Regions from separate parts of the Larimichthys crocea genome. Here region 1 is linked to region 2. The links are chromatin contacts, called in public Hi-C maps. All regions are on one chromosome and are shown on one strand. Each heading gives the region's core, a stretch centred on a gene start, on an enhancer-like site or on the middle of the called end of the contact. The rest is flanking DNA. Distances are from core to core; before and after follow the strand shown.

Region 1 (3,129 bases), core at 294-2,793, 170 kb before region 2:
ACTATTCTTTTTTTTTTTTTATTCCAAAGTTGCATTACTGAGAGCCACAGCTCCTCGTATTATCTGATGATATTTCATATCGTAATATTTATTTAGGGATTTGTTTTGGAAAAAATCCAAATAGGTCAGAGCTTTTCAGAAATTACAAGCTTAGAATTGACAGCTGCAGACGTATTTTTGAATGAATGTATGAATGTAACAAGGCCAAGTGTTTTTTTTTTTTGTTTTTTTGTTTGGCAACACAAAACAGCTCTGAATGAAATGAATGCCTTATAATAATAAGGCCGCAGTCTCTTTGTATACTTCTGTACTATACTTTCTGTGTATGTGTCACGACTACAGAGTGACTGCACATAGATAATGTCCTTTGCAGTGGCTGTGAAATATGATGATTGTTGTAAATAAGCTCAAAGCACACAGTGTGACTCAGGTCATCGACTGAAACTTCACATTTTCACAAATTGCACAAATATAAAAAATAAATTTGTGTAAAAATCGATCAGGATTGAGCGACGAGGCAGTTTTGTATCCGTGATTTATTTATTTATTTATTTTTTCAGATAATACTTCAGCTTTAGATCTCAAGATCTAAAAATAAAAAAATAGATAATAGATCTGAAAATAGATCTAAAAATGATTCAGATAATCACTTTTTGGCTAACTTGCAACTATAACCCAAAGTACTTCCCAATCACTGATGAGGCTTCACAACTATGCACTGCTTCATTTTTAATTCATCCTGTAATAAAAAGGGCAACAGAGCTAACTCATTAGGATGACTTGAGTTCTGTCACATTAGACAGGTTAATCGATAGTCTCTCTCAAATGTGATATTTCTGCAGCATCCTCCAATTTGCAATAAAAAAAAACTGTAAATGTGAGTTTTCATCATTTATTATGACAAACTGTCATTTCCTGAGACCGCTCAATAGGCTGCAGAAGTGTGTCCATGTGTGTGTGTGTGTGTGCGTGCGTGTGTGTGTGTGTGTGTGTGTAGAGGGGGTGGGGGTGACCCATTTAATGTGAACATCGTTAAATAACAACAGAATTATGGAAATGCTTTGTATAGAAACTCCACCCATTGTGCTCAAACAAAACAATTTTATTAGTATTTCAGTCATTTGAGTGAAGCTATTGTTATCATTTTAAGTTATAAAAAAAAATGATTCAGTGTTATATCATATAAAAAAAAATTTTTTATGTGGGCAAAACAACCTAGCTACATCAATCTGTGAATTTAAAGACTCATTATTATGTTTCAACATTGATGTGGCTCAAAGAAGAGTTGTTGTGGGCTTTTCCCCTCCCCTGAAACATTAACATGAGAAAACATGAATGATTCTTCAAAATGATAATGAATGGGGCTGCTGAAATAAACCAAAGCGAGCCACCACAAAGCCATGAATGAACACGCATCCGGCAAACTCAAAGAAGTAGGACGCTTTCCGAGCCATTTTCATTTGCTTTTCCACCTGTCGGCCACCAGGTGACAGTGTTTCTCCCTCAAAATAAAAAGCGCTCCGCTCCTCTCCGGACTCAACATGCATCACATGCTGCGGCTTCATGTCACACATGCGTACCGACAAAGTGAATGGCACACGGGCGCATAAGTGACACCAGAGGAAACCAGAGGAAGGAGAAGACAACCAGAGCTGATTCGAGACAGCTGGAGAAAGTCCACGAAGGGGGGAAGAAGAAGAAGAAGAAGAAGGAGAAGAAGGAGAGAAGATGAAGATGAAAGGCACGGGAGGCTGTAGTATCCCAACACCGGCGCCTCCGAGATCCAGGCTTTAAGGACGCACTGGGAGTCACGGCACGTTGAAATTTGGGTCCGTCGTGAAAGTTCAGCGACTGTATACAATGGTTATAAATGGGTCTCACCTGAACAGCTCCTCGCCGGACCCCACTGACACCGTCCTGAACCGCCCGCCGTGGGTTACCACAACTTTGGGGTGCTTCCTCATCTTCACTATAGTTGTTGACATCCTGGGCAACCTTTTGGTCATCTTCTCCGTGTATCGGAACAAGAAGCTGAGGAACGCAGGTGAGTCAAAGTCAGAGGGGGGGTGAAGTGTGCGTGCGTGCGTGCGTGCGTGCGTCTGTACGTGTATGGCGACGGAGCGGCGCGCGCGTGATTAAACTCAACTCCTGTGCTTAAAAACAAAACAAAAACTCCTGTCACGTTTTTTTTTTTAATTGTAGGTCGACACAAATTTAGTTTTATGAAGTGAAAGTGCGTCCTGTTGTCATAACAAAGTATTATTGTAAGTGATAAAATATAAATATTTCGTTTTATGTCGAGTTTGTTACAAATTTGAACCTCCTGCTCCTCTCGCGAGAACACACAACCATGCCAGGTTGTTGTTGTTTTTTAAAATTGTTTCCCCCTCATTACATTACATTACATTACATTACATTGCATTACATTACATTACATTACATTGCATTTAGCAGACGCTTTTATCCAAAGCGACTTACAGAGGAGGACATAAGCTGACAAAGGTGTAAAGGAGCACAGAGTAGTTCAAACTTTTCTTATCACTACACAAACTTGTATATCTTTGCTCTGAACTCCATAACATGTATAAGTAGAGTTCTTCAGCACAGCTGCTGATGGTAACTGACAGATCAAAATAGACCTCCGCTTGCTCTAACCTACTTCTGAAGCAGACATAATTTCACTGACCTACGCCAAGTACAAGGGCAGCTAAGCAGGCTCAGAGGAGAGCAAAGCGGCGAAAGAGAAACACTATAGCAATTATTGACACAGTCTGAAGCCACAGGGAAAGCCCGGCGCTCATCCCACCACTGCTTAGATTAATGCTTCCCGGGCTTTTACCACTTTTGATGTTACTCCAGCCATGGAGATTTAATTTCATAACAATAATGACAAAAGAATTTTTATGGTATTACCAGGTCCATGATGAAACGTGTGTGTTATGGGATGTAGATTAAATTCAGCAACCCCCACCCCCTTACCTCCAGAGCTTATAATTTAATAGTCAGAGAAAAACCCAAGAGGCTCGTGTCGTGCTGAGGTATACACACACTAACTGGCAGCTACACAGTATTTCTGCTGTCATCATTTGGAGGTTGTAGTGGGGTGATTTGCTAAATACACTCCTGACA
Region 2 (3,506 bases), core at 53-2,552:
TAATTCTTAACAAAAATATAATTGTATTATATATTTCTGACTATATCACTTTTTTATTGTCATTACAAACCATGTATTTGATATGTTTTTGTTAGTTAGTTTGGTTTAAAGATCATGAATGTATCAGGACAACTCATCTCTGAAGAAATATTCAATTCATCCCTTCACCATTTCTGTTAATTGTACACTTTATCAGTTGCTCTGTGCCATGATAGAAAGGGTACCTCAAGGAAAAAGGCTGCGAACCAGTGGTCTACAGTATATCTGCGACATAGTGATAGTCTTATATATATATATTTATTTGACCAAAGCCATCGTTACCTGATTTCGAATGCTTTGACATTTTGGATGTTTTTAATTTTTTTGTTTGTTTGGCTGTTATAGTTTATTGTGTAGAGGAGACCCACAGATACATACCTGGTAAGAAGACCAGTGCCAAGCCAAGGGTGGAGGAAACTGTATATTAAGGCTTTTTCTATATGAATAGGGTTGTTCAGAACCGGCTACAGAAGGAAAATAAATAAACAAATGAGTTATCAATTAAATAGTTCAAGCTTAAACTGCTGAAAGGTTTTTTGTTCAACAATGGAATGGTGAGGTGCAGGACATGATGTGACACGGTTGTCACATGCTTCAGTATTTGGTTGTTGTAGCCGTCTGTAAAACACTTCACTGAATCTGAATAAAAATACTGTGTACTCCTGTTAACTCACGAAGATGAGTGCATCAAAGACATATATTCAAGATTTATTTCTACCGTATGCACATTACCTCAACAGTTTCAGCATGAAACAGAACCAGAAATGGAACTGTTCCCAGCCAGAATTTAAGCAGCGGTACATTAGAGTACTCAGTGGTAATTTCCACAATTTGTTTAAAGAAATCTGTAAAATAAAAATCAGACAATAATGGTGCAGGCAATTACATCAATTTTCAGTCAAAATAAAATGTTGTTGACTTTGATTGTGCCTCATGGTCTAGGCCTTGACAATTTATAAATCAGCCTCCTGTAGTAGCATGCTGAATGTTTTCTTACCTCCTGCATTTGTTTTGAACTGCAGTGCATTTCCAATGAAGGGATATGTTCCCTCCAGCTCTGGAATAGGCTTCATCTGAAACCATTTGTGCACGTAACTGCTGAGCAGCAGCTTGTAGGTGATGTAGGTCAGAGCAGCAATGAAAAGGCTTACTCCAATTAAAGGTATTGAGTAACTACCAGCTAAAACTGCCATCTTTGTTGCTGTGTGTATGCGCACTGTATGTGTGTACTGAAGCAGCAGTACCAGGGTGTTTTGTCACGCCTTCACTATCAATGTGATGTGAATTCTCTGCTTTTGCTCCTCCTTTTTTCTGCAGCCAATCCCCTGATAGCTTGCTAGGTTAAAGGTCCCCACTGTATTTATTGTCATTTATCGTACTCGATCATGTTATATAATACTTTAAAAGCAAGAAGGGGATATATGTCCTGGGAGATAAATAAACATGATTACCTAGTTCACCTGCCCTGAACAAGACCTTTGTCCTTCTATCCTTGTTTGGTATTTGTCTTCATACAGCCACGTCCACTGTGACTGGCTAATAAATAACCTCCTTATCTCAGTGACAGATACATTTTATGATTATAACAGGTTTTCACTGTTGTGAAATGAATGTAAATAATATGTGAGATATCACACTCATTCATTCTTCCTACATAAACACTTGTTGTGAAGGACTGGAGCCAATCCCAGTTAACATAGAACAGAAGAGGCAGGTTCACCCAGGACAGGTCTGATATCACAGTTTTCATTAAATCTCAGGCATTTTAGTCTTTATTTGAAAGACTTTTATAGAATTTTTAGTCATATAACATATATGCTATTTCTTGAAGGAACGTGGCCTCATTCAAGTTTCTAATTAGTAACTGTGGATTGTGTAAATTGTATTGAAGTTCTATAAGCTCATGTTTCTATTGGGAATGTGCAGTCACCAAACAATTATTTTGTTACATAATAATGCTTTGTACTAAATTCTGTTTTGTACTGTGTAAATTCTTTCCATTGAACTGATCACTGCATTACTAACTACAGGTACTTCCTTCAGCAGATCAATCTGTTTTAATCTTGATGGCAAACCAGTCGCCGTCCGACCTGGCATGGAGATCTGATTATCCACATATTTGATTTGGCAGAGCCATTTTTACACCATGCCCTCCATGATGCAACCCTAACCCTAACTGGATCAAACCCCCAACTCTGTTATCATTTGGCAACATGATCTACCACCAGAATCACAGTTGCCGCAAGTGAAAAAAGAATTACTTAAAGCTGCACTAGTTAGTATTTTTATAAATTTATATTTATATATATATTTTATTGATTAAATGACAATTTGAAATGAGAAAGGAGCTGGTCACAGTGATGACCCACAGAGCATTATCACCAAACTCTGCAGTTCACCTTAGTTCTCCTCCATAGAGCGTTTGGGTCATTCACATCACTGTCATCAACCTTGATTTAAGCAGCAGCAGGCAGCTATTTTCTGTTTGCAGCCTAAAATTTCTGAGTCGCTTAACCTAATTGGTAGCACCATAAACCATTAACTTAGTAGAGCATTTAGCAACTAAATAGTATATATTTGAAGAGATAAGAGTTGGCCAAAAAACAAAATACAGAGGGAATATTAAAGTCCTTGGGTGGTCAGAAACCAGATCAATACTAATGTTACTCTGTGTCTGCTGGATGTGTACTGCCTGAGAGCTTTAAAATCTTAAAATAATGTGTTGTTTTTCCAACATTATGCAGGGACATGATACCACAGCAACCTCTATGAGTCCTTCATCTGCTGGGCTCACACCCTAAGGTTTCAGGAGATGTTCAGTAACATTAACCTGTCCTCTTCCCTGTCACTGCACCGCACATCTTCTAACATTCATAGCATTTTTTATTCCTGAATGCCATTTGACTTTGCCTGATCAGACAGATTTGTCAACCAATCAGTTGGACATTGCCACCACTCTAACCGATTTCCATGTGAGAAACCATCACTGGAGATCAACATATCCGCCTGAATCTAATGTCATAAGTCGACATTGATGTGTAGCCACGCCAACATACTGGTTTTGAGTGCGGACCAAAGTAAAAAATCCTGCCTGCAGTCCGCATTGGACAATCACTTTTTCAACCAAGAGACCACTGTTTCATGTCGTGATGCCAAACCAGAATCAGCCGATTCAAAGATCTCGACTCAGGGAATATTTCATTAGGCTCATTTGTCTTTGCCTTTCACTCTTAAACATACATTTTATCGAAAACATCCCATGACATGCCACTTAAACAATACAGAACTATTAAACTCTTATCTAGAGTTTAATAGTGGGAAGAGTAGAGAATATGTCAAGGGTGTGGAAGAAGGAGAAAGCGCAACAGTAGGAAACTATGGAAGAAACGTCTGATAACCATCTGATAAGTGGTGTACATTCACTTTATACAGATAAACAGAACAGTGTTTACTGTTAATGTGCAAAG

Evidence for each region. A called contact is a pair of places that touch in the nucleus more often than the background predicts.
Region 1: a Hi-C map of muscle shows a contact between it and region 2, with 3 times the contacts expected there. The contact joins the promoter of mtnr1aa here to the promoter of cyp4v2a in region 2. A contact is called at or near these places in 3 of 7 Hi-C or Micro-C datasets (all in muscle).

The regions. Positions count from the first base shown.
Region 1 is chrX:26,913,626-26,916,754 of L_crocea_2.0, reverse strand. mtnr1aa (melatonin receptor 1A a) reads left to right here and starts at 1,543. Exons shown (of 2, transcript XM_010729290.3): 1 at 1,543-2,044. The coding sequence starts at 1,861.
Region 2 is chrX:26,745,320-26,748,825 of L_crocea_2.0, reverse strand. It overlaps cyp4v2a (cytochrome P450, family 4, subfamily V, member 2a), which reads right to left and starts at 1,302. Exons shown (of 11, transcript XM_010729301.3): 1 at 1,037-1,302; 2 at 772-884; 3 at 418-503. The coding sequence starts at 1,232.